2 separate regions of the Gossypium hirsutum genome follow, and region 2 is linked to region 1. Evidence: chromatin contacts called from public Hi-C data. All regions are on one chromosome and are shown on one strand. The core of a region is the stretch at or near the end of the contact, and the rest is flanking DNA. Distances in the headings are between cores, read along the strand shown.

The links. A called contact is a pair of places that touch in the nucleus more often than the background predicts.
Region 2: a contact with region 1 is called in a Hi-C map of leaf, with 1.5 times the contacts expected there. The contact joins the enhancer-like site here to the promoter of LOC121207596 in region 1. A contact is called at or near these places in 3 of 34 Hi-C or Micro-C datasets (all in leaf).

Annotation. Positions count from the first base shown.
Region 1 is chrA10:105,957,863-105,961,104 of Gossypium_hirsutum_v2.1, reverse strand. It overlaps LOC121207596, which reads left to right and starts at 1,711. Exons shown (of 4, transcript XM_041077934.1): 1 at 1,711-1,902; 2 at 2,180-2,291; 3 at 2,491-2,586; 4 at 2,690-2,848. The coding sequence starts at 1,823. The coding sequence ends at 2,746.
Region 2 is chrA10:106,112,556-106,115,797 of Gossypium_hirsutum_v2.1, reverse strand. It overlaps the pseudogene LOC121207599. Among protein-coding and RNA genes, the nearest start is that of LOC121207598, 5.7 kb to the right of the region's middle. Within about 2 kb of position 1,702, at least 7 of the 9 cell types and tissues checked have an H3K27ac peak or open chromatin away from gene starts, as enhancers often do. A contact at or near this core is called in leaf, where this site is marked.

The DNA of each region.
Region 1 (3,242 bases), core at 462-2,961:
TAGTACCCTCGTAACGCCCAAAATTGGTACCGAATTGATTAGTTAATGTTTTAACGTTGAATGTTTGAAAAGATTTTAGAATACGATCCTTTTATTTTTTTTTTAAAAAGAACACTTGAATAAATTAAATGGAATGCTAAGACCCTCTTATCTCGAAGAAATAAAATGTCACACCTAGTAAGTTAGGATACAACATTTAAACCCTCGAAAATAAGCTTGTAAACCCTCGAAAATAAGCTTGTCTTTTAATTTTCAAAAGTCATGCACTTAAATGAAAAAAATGATATTCGGTTATTTGGGTCAAATGAAAAACCGGAACTCAGTAAGTTAGAGTACAATCTTTCAAATTTTCAAATACAAAATATTGCATTTATTTTTTAGAAATCCTTACATCGAGAAAATAAAGTGTCATATCCAATAAGTTAGGACACAATATCTTGAATTCACAAGAATAAGCTTTTATTTGAAACTTATTTGTTTTGATTTAAGGAAGGGTACTCGATTACTTAGATTCGACGAGGAAAATCGGAACTTAATAAGTTAGGGCACAATTTCCTCAAAGCTCCCAAGTACCGAGTATTGCCTTGTTTAAAATTTCGAATAAAATGTAATGAATAAATGAAATATATTTTTATTAAAAAGGGATAATTCGATAACATAAGGAATAAAACACGTAGTAATAACATTTCATGAATAATCTAAAATAATAAGGAAATGCAAAGGAACAACTTAGAATACATGTAATAGCAGCACATCGTATATTATAAAAATACCACCATTTATAACCAATGGCTAATGAATAAGAAACCAATTTTAAAAGAAATTTCAAATAAATCACACAAATGAAATATGACAAGTTTTAAAATAAAATAAAATATGGGAAAAAGAGAATTTGGAAATATTACTATACAAACTATACGAAAATTTTAAAACATGTAATAGATATAAGAATTTAAAGATAAATAAAAAATAAAAGAAATAATATATTAAATAGTAATGTAGAAATAAATTTTAAAATAAATATTATAAAGTAAATAGTTTAAATGAAAGTTTGAACTGTATCAAAAATTAAAAATTAAAATAGATAATATGTGTAACACGTAAATGAAATTAAAAATAAATAATATGCATAAAAGATTAAAAGTTAATGATATACAAAGTAATATATATACATGAAAAAACTTAATATAAATAATATATATAGTAGTAATAATAATGTAGGAAGGTGTTTCAGATAGACAAGTATGCACATGAAAATAAAATAAATAAATAAAATGTGAAATCAAAATAGTTCCAAAATAATATATTAAAACAACATGTTTATTCTAAAAAAAATAAATAACTAAAACTTAATTGAGAGAAAAACAAAATCCAAGGGATAATTTATGAACAAAACAAATCATTAAAATAGAATTTTGGGCCGAAATCAAATGCGCACAAATGTTCGAGGACTAAAACCGAAAATTCCCCAAATCTCAAAATACTGCGCTAAGGGGAGGGCCAAATTGAAATAGCGTGCAGATTACAGGGACAATTTAAAAGAATTTAAAAAAAAAACATGGCTCGATTGAGCGCTAGCGTGAAAGAGGGAGACTGATTGCGCAAATTACTCATTTAAAGGTAAAATGCGTGTGGGTCCAGTCAAAACGCGTACTGACTCTTACCCCCCTCCCCCAAATGCTGTTTTTGTCTTATTACTCCAAATATTAAAACCTGTTTTAAAATACTTTTTGCTTAAAAACATTTTAACTTTGATTTTAAAAAAAACCTTTAAAGTTTTGAAATCCCCTTACTCTTCTCTCTGCTCTTCGCCGAAAGGCCTATGCCTAGGCCTTCAACCGCCCTAAAAGTCGCCTGCGACCAGCGAAGCAGGGCTCTCAGACAGTGCGAGCACGATGCGCGGTGAGTCCCTCTCCTTCTCTCCTATCCTTTAGTTTGTGTTGTGGATTTGAATGGGAAGGGAAAAAAATGAAAAAAAAAAGAAATAAAATAAAGATGTAGTAAATAATCACCTTTAAAAATATTCTTTGGTTGCTTTCTACTGATTTTTGCTTGAAATTTGTATACAATCTGTAACCGATTTCTCTGGAAAAGATAAAAGTAAAAAAAAAGTCCCTTCAAATGGATTTTCATGAGGCTTTTATAGCCTTTTTACAATTGTTTTTCTACATGTTTGTAGGTACGTGGGCGAGCACGCCTCTGACGTGCCGCGAGTAGTGTGGCCTTGGAGCCCCAAGTGGAGTGGGACGCGGAGGTCGTTGGTGGAGCGGCGGCTGTTGCAAGTATTGGGGGTTAGGGGTTTTTTTGTTGAAGGGTTTAGGTTTAAGTTTTATTTTGGGCTTTAGATTTGGATTAAAATAACTGGGCCTGTAATTTGGACTGTAAAAAAAACCTTTATTTATGTTTTTTGTTTGTGGGTCTTGGGCCCAGGCTAAAATTGGGCCCTACACAAAGAAATTAAACCATGCTCAATCCATTACTTTCTTGCAGGGAAAACTAGTCTTGTTTGTTCACAAATTTGTGAAACTGCACAGGATATACATGAAAAAGTTATGTCAAATGTTGAGGACTTTTTACAAACACATGGTGAGCAATCTAACCTTCAAATCTCTGGGCATTTTCTTGGTGGAAGCATTGTTGGACTTTGGGCTGATAACTAGAATTGTTGGCTGATCATAATATGGTGCAGCTGGTTGTGAATGTTGGACTCGTCATTTCGGCTATGTTGAGGCCGAAAGTTACTTGATCAATTCATGTTGGATGAGATTGGCAATACAGCGGGTTATACAGTAATTTACATATATACTAATTTTTAATGTGGAATGGATTTATCTCTTTATCTTTTTAATTCATTGGATAATATTTTTTAAGTGATGTAAAATAATATTATTTAAATGATCAAATATAATTAAAATGTATTAATTATTGATAATTAAAATATTAAAAAAACTTGAATCATACGTGATGGTTTGATGGTCAAAGATATTCATCATTCCAAGTATAGATTAGATTCAAGTCGTGCTAATTGTGTTTGTTATTCATATCTCAAAGGGATTAAAGTTTGAATAAAAATACCAAAATGTTGAATGTTATATGATTGGAATACTCTCAATTCTGAATAAATTAAATGATAATTAAATTGTATTTTATCATTATTACAAAGTGTAATTTTCAACTTTAACAAAATATTTCATTTAAGGTTTAAGCCCTCAAACTTTTTTAAAAAAATAATTAAATTCTTG
Region 2 (3,242 bases), core at 453-2,952, 150 kb before region 1:
ACTTTTTACTAATGATTTTTAGTTTAATATTGTACAAATATGTATAATAACTTTGTTAATGAACAAAACTTCACCATATACAATTATTTTGTATATGGATACATATGCATATACATATACCTATACCTATATAAAAGATTGTTGTATATATATGGTTTTAGTATATACAGTACTTTTCCACCAGCCCCTTCCATTTTTTATTTTGTTTTGCCAACCTTACAAACAATCTATCTAAAGAAGTATAATAACAGGATTAATACTCTTCAAATTCCACTATTTTATTTTCTCAAAATTTCAGCAACCCAACAGGGAAAAAAGCTACAAACTGAATTATATGTATATGGGAAGATTCATGAGAAACAAAAACGAAAAATACAATTGAATTCCAAGTCAACAATCAATAATTTCACTTAATCTTTCCAGTGATGAATAACCTAAAAAGTCATAAAAGCACTTCATTTATCTTCCTTTTTTTTTTCAATTTCGACAGAAACCCAATAGTGCAAATGACAAAGCAAAACAAACCCAGAAATGAAAATAAAAATAAATTAAAGAAGAAAGAAGAAGAATTACCACAAGATAATCTTCCCTGACATATTTGCCAAGTGGGGGTTTGCAAAGCAGCTTTCTGGGTTGTGTTGAAAGTGAGAAAGGTCTAACCTTTGTTGTAGAGAAGAAGAGTGAGTTTTTGGAATGGGTTTTTGATGAAAAAACAATGGGTGAAAGTGAAGGAATTTGGTGAGGAAGTGTGTGGATTTGGAGGAGAGCCATTTTTTGAAAATGAAAAAAATAGAGGTTTAAGCCTTCAAGTATTTGCAGTTTGAGGGGTTTAACTAAGCAAGAAAAGTTTTGTAGATATTATAGTGGATATGTTTGGTTACATGAATATTCTTACTCGGATTCGGAATTAAGATTTTCTCACTTTGCAGCCAATAAGAAAAGGGATAGTAAAAAGTCGATTATTCCATATTATTATGTTTTAGTTTTGGTTGGAACAATGTTGAATATTTCATATATTATTCGAATTAATTTTATTTATTCGGATAATGATTTCTATTAAGGTATTCATTTATGATCTAATTCTTATTTATTTTAATATTTTACACTTTAAAAAATTAATTTAATAAAATTGAATATTTAGTTAATTATATACATAAAGGATATCTTCAAATTAATAGTCAAAATGATTTTAACTAATTAACTATTAATTTGATTGGTATTATATTAACTAAAAAATAGATTCTCAACTATAAAACATTAGTCATATGCTTATATTGACTAAAGATGAATTTGGATAGATAATGAAAAGTAATATATTTATTTTATTTTTTATCTTATGTTATAATATCATTACAATATCTAATTTAAATATTATCAATATTTTTATACTAATCACAAATAAATATTTCATTCATCCACCCTCAATTAGAATACATTTTAAATTTATCAGCCAAAATCTATTTCACCAAACCAATTTCAGCCTGACAATTTCTTTTTTGTCAGCTGGATTGAAAAATAGGTGAAAAAATAATAATATAATAATCAGGGCCTTTTTTACCCAAAAACCAGTAAAATGAAAGCGGTCATATCAGCACAGTTGATCAAAATACGACAAGCTTTTTTGCAACCTTGAACAGAGCAAAATGGGTCCAGTGACACCGATTTTGAGGCTTGGGGCCGTGGCCTATTGAGTCAAATCCTGGCAAACTGAGAAGGCGGAAAACGGGCGGCAGAGATCGATTTCCAGGTCATGGAAATCAACATACAGGCCTGACATAGAAAGGTCAAATTCGAGCAACGTTTTCCAGGCCTGTTTACCCGGATTCCCACACCACTAAACCTTTTAAAACCCCCAAAGCCTACACTATATCCATGGTAAAAAAAGAGTTGTCAAATTTTATTTTACTCAAAGTCATCTTCATCAGTGTTTTTAGAATGTTTTTTTTAGTTTAAAATCTTAAATTAGAATTATATTAAATTTAATTATATTAAATTCAAAATTTTATTTATTTATTAATATTGAGATATAGATATTTATATATAAATATTCTAAATTTAATATATTATTACAAATTATAAAAATGACAACATCATCATGTTCTCAAACTATTTCGAACTACACTTCTTTTTATATTACTCAAATGGTAAAATAATTTTTATAGCATTAGGAAAATGTTGATAATAATAATCTAAATGGTCATTACTAATTAAATTTTTTATATAATCAAACTTTTTGCAGTCCTACGATCATGTTCTTAAAACAAAGAGGCATAACAAATGAGATCATCGAGATAACTGCTTGCATGTGTACCTAGATGTAGTTAGATTTGGTCATGCATTTAGGATCGAGAGTTTTAATTTGAACCAGGAATTGATATATACATGGGTGGAATGGTGGAGAGTTGAAACACATACCTTCCACTTGCTATGTAGGGAGTGTACAATCACACTACAACATGTAGCATTCTGATTGGGGCTTCCCATAGATGGCTTCCCAGTCACCAGTGTCAGCGCAATCATTGAAACTTGCAGACAACTACTTGGCAAGATACCAGATAAAGGAGATATGGAGGGAGCCAAAGTGAATATGGTTTAGGAAAAATTTTGAAATTTTCGCATAAGAGCCTATATTTTACATTTGTTAGGTGGAGTGTTGATGCTAGGAAATTCGACAAATAGGGTACATTTGATGTACCTAGAGTTAATTCGAGACTTCCAATTGATTTCGCATTATTGTTGGAGGCTTTATCTTAACATTCTTGTATTAGGAAATGTGTTGAACAACGAATCAAAAGTCACAAAATATTGGAAGATGCCTACTTTTGCTTTGATCGTGGGCTTCGTACAGAATGCCTTTTTTGGCCCTAGTAGGTCGATTTAATTTATTCCCTTTGGTTAATAGGTAACCTATAAATTTTTTTATTTTGTATAGTAATGCTCGAATTATTTTTTGTTGTTAATAACCGTGTTAAAATATTTTCAACAAATGGGGGAAACTTGACATGGGTTCAGTTCAAGGGACGAATCTACTCATTTTTAAACAAATTGGTAGATTCTTCTATTAGATCTAGGATAATCATAGAATCTATATGTTATTATATATTATACTTATGCTTTAAGACTTTAAGACTTCAGTTTATGAAAAGTAAAATGAAATGCAAGTTAACATTTTTTTTTATTTTTTTACAGTTTCGATGGTTGTCAAACGTTGACCCCAAGATAGTCGGTATCGTCATACCCAA